Linked DNA regions of Mus musculus: region 2 is linked to region 1. A link is a contact called in public promoter capture Hi-C data. All regions are on one chromosome and are shown on one strand. Each heading gives the region's core, a stretch centred on a gene start, on an enhancer-like site or on the middle of the called end of the contact. The rest is flanking DNA. Distances are from core to core; before and after follow the strand shown. Region 1 overlaps Gm35515 (a long non-coding RNA gene). Region 2 overlaps Pxn (paxillin).

The links. Capture Hi-C pulls out chosen DNA fragments and counts their contacts.
Region 2: a promoter capture Hi-C map of adipose tissue shows a contact between it and region 1. The contact joins two enhancer-like sites. A contact is called at or near these places in 1 of 115 datasets of contacts at active chromatin or transcription factors (microglia) and 1 of 9 other capture datasets (adipose tissue).

The regions. Positions count from the first base shown.
Region 1 is chr5:115,202,522-115,206,458 of GRCm38.p6, reverse strand. It overlaps Gm35515 (a long non-coding RNA gene), which reads right to left. Exons shown (of 3, transcript XR_387599.4): 2 at 2,305-2,590; 3 at 1,203-1,770. Among named protein-coding and RNA genes, the nearest start is that of Cabp1, 10 kb to the right of the region's middle. Within about 2 kb of position 1,933, at least 103 of the 459 cell types and tissues checked have an H3K27ac peak or open chromatin away from gene starts, as enhancers often do. A contact at or near this core is called in adipose tissue, where this site is marked.
Region 2 is chr5:115,514,021-115,517,768 of GRCm38.p6, reverse strand. All of the region lies in intron 1 of Pxn (paxillin), which reads right to left. Gm13840 (a long non-coding RNA gene) reads right to left here. Exons shown (of 2, transcript XR_387611.3): 1 at 2,425-3,748; 2 at 1,774-1,995. Among named protein-coding and RNA genes, the nearest start is that of Gm13840, 5.0 kb to the right of the region's middle. Within about 2 kb of position 1,433, at least 216 of the 459 cell types and tissues checked have an H3K27ac peak or open chromatin away from gene starts, as enhancers often do. A contact at or near this core is called in adipose tissue, where this site is marked.

The sequences.
Region 1 (3,937 bases), core at 684-3,183:
CGTATTGTTGGTTCTGTTTGTTTAGCGCGGTGCAGGGTCTAGCACATACTGATGTGACCTGGTGGGTGTGTCACGCAGGGTCTATTGAAGACACAGATGGCATGCTCAAATTAGACTATCAGAGGAGGATTTAATAAAGGGACGATTTACAAGGTTTTGGGAGGGCACAAGGAAACCGTATGATTGATACAATGTTCAAGGAGGTAGAAAGAGCCTGCCACCGCTCGAAGATGTGACAGCGGAGGAGGAAGTTACAGAACCCAGAAAGGGAGGATTCTGGGAGCCAGGCTCTTTTCTTTCTTTCTTTCTTTCTTTCTTTCTTTCTTTCTTTCTTTCTTTCTTTCTTTCTTTCTTTCTTTCTTTCTTTCTTCCTTCCTTCCTTCCTTCCTTCCTTTCTTTCTTTCTTTCTTTCTTTCTTTCTTTCTTTCTTTCTTTCTTTCTTTCTTTCTTTCTTTCTTTCGAGACAGGGTTTCTCTGTGTAGCCCTGGCTGTCCTGGTACTCACTCTGTACACCAGGCTAGCCTCGAACTCAGAAATCTGCCTGCCTCTGCCTCCCGAGTGGCCAGGCTCCTTTGAAGAGGGGGCAACCTTCTATCCAAAGACTCTGCCAACCCGAGGCAGGGAAGGAGCTGGGGATACTGAACCACTACCTTTATCCTCTGCTCTGTCTTCTGCTGCTCCCAAGAGCCGGAGGGCGAGGGAGGGCAAGGGAGCAAAACCGAGGACAGAATAGTATGAAGAAGAATAGGAAAGTGAGAGGGTACCAAGATGTCGCCATAGGTGATAGCTATTGCTGACCAGAGTTTGGTTGCTGGTGCCCTGACACATGGTAGAAGGGAAGGACCAACTAACACACACTAACACACACACACACACACACACACACACACACACACACAGAGAGAGAGAGAGAGAGAGAGAGAGAGATCCCCTAGCCTCTAAAGCACTTTCTAGAGTTCAGAATAGAAATAGTAAGATGACCCCCACTGGTTCTGAGATCAGATGTTACTTCCCTAAAAGCAAGCGAGAGAGGTCAGACAGAGCAGGCAGGTTCTGAAGCTGGGGTTGGGGGTGCCAATTATGTTCCATTCTATGGCTGTGCCCTTTGGGTACCGGCGGAATGGTCATTTCTCAAGCAGAGAAGCCAGAAAGGTTTGCCAGCACAATTTTGGAAATAGACTCGTTTTTATGAATGGAGTGAATTATGGTTTTGCATGGATTTATTTCGCGGCGGGTGGGTATGTGCCCTTATGGAGGTCAGAGGACTGTTAGCTGAAGTTGGTTCTTTTCTTCTACCACGTGGCTCACCGCGTTGCGGCCCAGGAGCTGCTGTTACCATCTGAGCTGACTCTGTGAGTCCTGGGCTCCTTTTTTCTGAGCCTGTGAAATCACTCCCCTTCCTTGATGAATCCTCCAGGAAGAGGAGGGGACTGGTCTCCTTTGGGGCCATGACTTTGACAAACAAATCAATTCGTTCCCATTTGTCTCCCTTTTGAAAACAAGCAATCCTCCCGCGTTACATAATCGAATCTTCATGGCTCGCTGGTCTGTTCTGTGTCCTCTTGAGGAATCGGCAGATGGTGCTAAGGCAGAGACCCGCGCGCGCACGCCTCGCCAGCCTCCCGACAGAGCCGCTCACAGTGTCGTCTGCCTCAGCTGTGGGGTCCCTCGCTGCCCTTTGTTTCCTCTGGATCAGTTTGCACTTTCTCATTCCTTTAGGCGCCGCTGGCTTCTTGCCTCCAGCGACCATTCCAAGATTAATTGAAAATGCTGAAAGCCGATAAAATTAAAAGAGAGAGAGAGAGAGAGAGAGAGAGAGAGAGAGAGAGAGAACAGAAAGTGAAGTCGAAAGGGCTCCCCCACCCCACCCCGACCCCTCAAGAGCCCTCCTCCGTTTTAGCTACAGACTTCTACATCCAGCCTGGACCCTGTGTAGTCTGTATTGTTAAATTAGAACGAGGATGGAAACGGGACTGCCCAGACTCAGAGGGTAGGGAGATCTGCCCAGTGACATGGTATCTCAAAAGTGTACCCCAGAGCAAGTCACATCCTCGTAGAAATGATTGTTCCCTAGATAGGGTGGTTCCCTTAGACCAGTTCTGTCACCTTTGCTTGGGAAAAATGATGTCATGCATGACTCTGTAGGGTGGAGAGCCTCCCCAGCTAGGCCCTCAGACGGAAGGAAGCACAGTATTTGGATGCTCTTGCAGAGGCACGGCGGTTTATGCCGGCTCTCAGAAGCAAAGGCGCTTAGCTTTGTGCGAGTTTGAATACGAAATAGTCCTTGCCCAGAGGTAAACCCACCTTGGAGAACTCCAGGTGCCTCACCTGGTGGCTACTTCAGTCTGGTGAGAGGCTCCCGTTCTGGGAAATTTAAAGGCTCTCTGCTTTTCCGTGTGGTGCCGTGGGCTTCTTTGTTACCAAACCCACTTTGTTTGCAAGCCATGCAGAACCGCTAAGTAGGACTGCTTGATGCGGGGCCAGGCACAGCTCCAAGCGCCACAGATGTAACCGCCCTGTTCCCAGACCGCAATGTTGGCTGACTCTGATCATGGGCGGAAACTTCCGGTGATTAAAGGATAGAACTCTCCTGACCAGGACAAAAAAAAAAAAAAAAAAAAACCAAACCGTAGCTGGTTCCTGAAGGTCATCTGTCCATTGATCGATCGTTACAGGCCACTCAGGGTCCTGGCTGTGTATACAAAGGAAATGGTCTGTCTGAGGGAGAAAAACGGCTAGGCAGGCTGGTCTTCGAATGACCATCCATCCTCTACTGAATCTGCGCATCGGAGATGAATTCTTTTTCATTTAAGGATAATCTTGAACTCCTGATCCTGCTGCCTCTTCGTAAGGGACGTTGGGGTTACAGGCATGCACAGTATGACACCCAGACTTACATAGGCTGGTGCTGAACCCACCAGGATTTAGTGCATGCTAGGCACTCACTCTACCTACTGAGCTACATTGCAACCCCTAAGAATAATTAGAATTTTCAATAAAGCTCTTAAACAAAACAAAACAAAACAAAACAAAACAAAACAAAACAAAACAAAAACAGAGCCGGGCGTGGTGGCGCACGCCTTTAATCCTAGCACTTGGGAGGCAGAGGCAGGTAGATTTCTGAGTTCGAGGCCAGCCTGGTCTATAAAGTGAGTTCCAGGATAGCCAGGGCTACACAGAGAAACCCTGTCTCTAAAACAAACAAACAAACAACAAACAAATAAAAACAAAAAACCCCAAAACACAAAACAAAACAAAAAACCAGGGTCTCTCATGTAGCTCAGGCTGACTTTGAACTTGTTATATAGCCAAGGATGACCTTGGATTATCAATCCTCCCACTTCTACCTCCCAAATGCTGGCCTTACAGGTGTGCCCTACCACCCCCACTTTCATTTTGATTCTTTTTATTTGTTACTCTCTCACTCCTTAGTGAGAGCTGATAAGACAGCTCAGAGAGTAAACCTACCCGCAGAGAAGCTTAACAACCTGTTTGATTCCCAAGACACTCATGGTGGAGAGAACCGGCCCGCGAAAGTTGACCTCTGACCGCTCTACACCATGGCACATGCTCGTGCGTACCACATACACACTAAATAAATAAACGTAATAGATTTAAAAATGAGTGTTAGGGATGGAGAATGGCTTGGGAGTTGAGAACACTGGCTGCTCTTCCAGAGGACCCAGGTTCAATTCCCAATACCTTCACAACAGCTCACAGCTGTCTATGGCTCCAGCTCCAGGGGATCTGAGACCCTCACACCTGCCCACATACAGACAGAACACTAATACAAATGAAATACAAAAGTCACCAGGGGGCTGGAGCGATGGCTCAGTGGTTAAGAGCACTGACTGCTCTTCCAGAGGTCCTGAGTTCAATTCCCAGCAACCACGTGGTGGCTCACAACCATCTGTAATGGGATCTGATGCCCTCTTCT
Region 2 (3,748 bases), core at 184-2,683, 310 kb before region 1:
GAGAGGCTCACTTGGCTCTGCCAGAGAAGGAAGTGGTTTGCTGGAGGTCTAGACTCGCAGTGGGTACCTGCAGTTCTTGCCCATTTAATCATCAACCGCCATCAAAGACTGATCTACGGAGCAACTGCGGGAAGCACAGAGCAGCGGTGGCTGGCACACCTGACAGGCAGCAGATGCCCTGTCCTAAGAAGCTCACAGTAGAAAGGCCAAAAGAAGTCCAGGAGTTGCCGTGCAGTGTTGGCGCACGCCTTTAATCCCAGCACTTGGGAGGCAGAGGCAGGCAGATTTCTGAGTTCGAGGCCAGCCTGGTCTACAGAGTGAGTTCCAGGACAGCCAGGGCTACACAGAGAAACCATGTCTCGAAAAAACAAAAACAAACAAACAAAAGAACAAGAAGTCCAGGAGTTTTTGCTCGCGCTCTCTCTCTCTCTTTTTTAAATTTTTGGTTTTGGTTTGATTTGGTTTGGTTTTTGAGACAGGGTTTCTCTGTGTAACAGAACAGGCCTGGCTAGCCTGGAACTCTGAACTCACAGGGATCTGCCTGCCTTTGCCTACTGAGTGGTGGTACCCGGTTTATGCCAGCTGATGGTAGTGCATGCCTAGAGGCAGGCGGATCTCTGGGTTCAAGGCCATCCTGATCTACAATGAGTTCCTACCGAGCTAAATAAAGAATCCCGGTCTTGAAAAACCATGGGGGAGGGGGAGGGCAAAGAAACAGGATTTTATGTACGTGGATGGTGGCGCACGCCTTTAGTCCCAACACTTGGAAGGCAGAGGCAGGTGGATTTCTGAGTTCAAGGCCAACCTGGTCTACAGAGTGAGTTCCAGGACAGCCAGGGCTACACAGAGAAACCCTGTCTCAAAAAAAAAAAAAAAATGGGTTGAGTATGAGAAGCCCTGGGTTAAGTTCCTTCCTTGTGGTCTGCACTGGTGCTGGGGGTGTCCCCACACCCTAACTCCTGTGAGCTTCAGTTTCGCTTCCTCGTTCGTAGGTTGGGATGACTGCCTCCTACCTCAAACTTTACGTCCATAAGTCCATTATCTAAACAGAGGCCGAGGAAAGAGCAGCAGGGCCATGCCCAGAGCACAGAGCTCTCACAACAGCTGAGACCGCCAAGAGGGAGAGCGGAAAGGAAATGAGCTGGGTCTTTGCCGGCTTGCAAACCGGAAGAATCTGGACAATAGAATCCACGTCGGGGTGGGGATGGAACTCTGGGAGCTGCCAGCACAAAGGTTCTAAAAGGGGTCACGGGAGGAGATAAACAAGAGGAGAACAGCCATACCAGAGGGCTCAGCAGGGGAGGCAGGAGGTACTCCCACTACAGGTGCCCAAGGAGGGATGCGGAGAGCACAGGGTCGGCAGAGACACGTGCACCCGAACGAGCGAGCGAGCGAGCGAGCGAGCGAGCGGCAAGGAAAGCACACCCACGGGGGTAGGAAGTGTGTCAGCAAGTGGGTGAGGATGTCCCAGGCTGGGTCAAAAAATGAAAAAGAGGAAACCAGCTCAGAGGCCAAGATGAATAGAGACAGACTGGGACCGCAAGGCCGCAAGGGACAGTGGGCCAACCTCATGCCACTGGGCAGGGGCGGGGTCACCCACGAAGGACAACCCAAGTTCAATCCCCGGGACCCACAGGGTAGAAAGGGAAAACTCGAGCAAGATATCGTCTGACTTCCACACCTTCTGTCTGTCTGTCTGTCTCTCTCTCTCTCACACACTCACACACACACACACACACACACACACACACACACACACACACACACGGTAAGTAAATGTATGTAATTTATGGGTAAGTGTAAGTAAATAAACAAGTGTAATTTTAAAATTAAATCTAAAGGCACTTCATTGAGAAGGGGCCCGTCGAAGGCTCCGCAGTTGCTCAAGCACTGGCTGTTCTTCCAAAGCACGCAGGTTCAATTCCCAGCAACTGCATCAAGTGGATCGCAGGGGCCTATACTCCAGTTCCAAGGGATCTGACCGCTTCTTCTGGCCTGTGAGGACACGTGCATAAACTTGGTGTACATACAGACACGCACGCACACACATACAGTAAGAAATAAATAAATAAATAAATAAATAATAATCATCAACCTGCTTAAAGAGGGGAGGGGCAGGGGGAGGGGCCTGGCTGTGGGGTGAAAGAAGGAAACTGTGTAAACAAAGAGGTGTTCCTGAGGGCCTTCTGCAGTGTGCTCAGCACCCACCCCGGGTCCCGGGATTTCTCTGTTGCTAGGTCAAAAGCTCCACGGCCCATTCAAAAAGACACACTGGCACCGGGGTAGGACAGCTCAGTGGCAGAGGCCACAGGCTGGATCCCCACAACACCGGAGACATCCAAGGAAGACCGGGACAGCCCGAATGAAGCTCCCTGGCTCCCCCCACCCCCACGAGGAAGGAGCACCCCGGTGGCTTCCACCCACCTTGTCTATGATTCGAAACAGCTGGGAATATAAACCCCGAGCTCCTCAGCAAGAAAACACACCAGAACACGGCTGTTTCTGCCAAGCAAGTTCTGAATAAGCTGCATTCCATTTCATTAAAACAATTACCTGAGCTGGAGCCAAGGATTACATAAAGCTTCCTCCAGGCCCCGTCCCCTCCCCCATAAAACACACACCAGGCTACTCTTGAGATCGGCAGTATAAGGGCCCCGGTGCACCACATCCAGGCCTGGTTAGGAAGCCTCCACGAGTCCCTCCCAAGCGGTCAGGCTGATGGACAAAGACCCAGTCCCACCCCACCTCCTCGACGAAGCACTGACTTCCAGAGGGCCTGTTGGCCAGCTCAGTAGGTTCTGGGGAGGGACAAGGGCCTCAGCTCTGCCTCTGAGCCAACAACGGGGCCACTAGTGCTAGACTCTAGCCATCCACACTACCACTGTCACCAGCCAAAAAGCTAGAGGCCCAAGGGGCCCAACTGACTCAGCCCACTACACGAGTGGGACCTGGGGAATGGAGATTCCAGGAGAGCTGAGAACACTGGAAACCACAGGGGCCAGACTGAGCTGCAAATAAAAGCTAGGGCCCTGTGCCCACAGGCTAAAGATGTTGGCCAATCACGGGCTAATGCCCACACCCACACCTGCCCTCCCTGGGCTCACACTGCCTGAAGACATCTACTCTTGCTCTGTAACCACTGGCCGAGACAACCCTTTAACTCCAACCAGAGATCAACATCTCTCTTGTCCTGACTCCTGATTGATGTCAGGTCAGCCAAAATAACTAACACAAGCTGACGCGGCGGACTCTGCCCCTATAGAAGTGGCCTGTCTCCCAGATCCCGATTTGTTGGTGGTGGTGGTGGTTTGGTCTGGTTGTTTGGTTTTGTTTTCAGTATAAGTCACAGTGCTGTGATCTACTGCCCCAGATGACAGCAGACCTCCTACCTGGTTCTCTTCCCACCACCTACAGCCCCAGAAGGCCAACACGGGCAGACACAAGCCAGCACCCCCACCCTACCCCTGCTCAACAACTCCTCTGAGTCCCCATGGAAAAGGTGCCTTTGAACTCTTCTCCAATACCCCTTATTTGTGCCTAAACACTCGGAGAAACTCGGAGAAAACCCTGCCACAGACACGCGTACCTTCCTCTTAAGACTCAGATGTGAATACTCGGCCACCCCATGTAAATGTATGGGACACGCTTTCTACGTGCGCACCTATCCGCATAGTTCAGGTACAAATCCATGTATAATCGGCTCCCTGCACCTATGGGTGCCGCATCTGCAGATTCAACAACAGAGGAC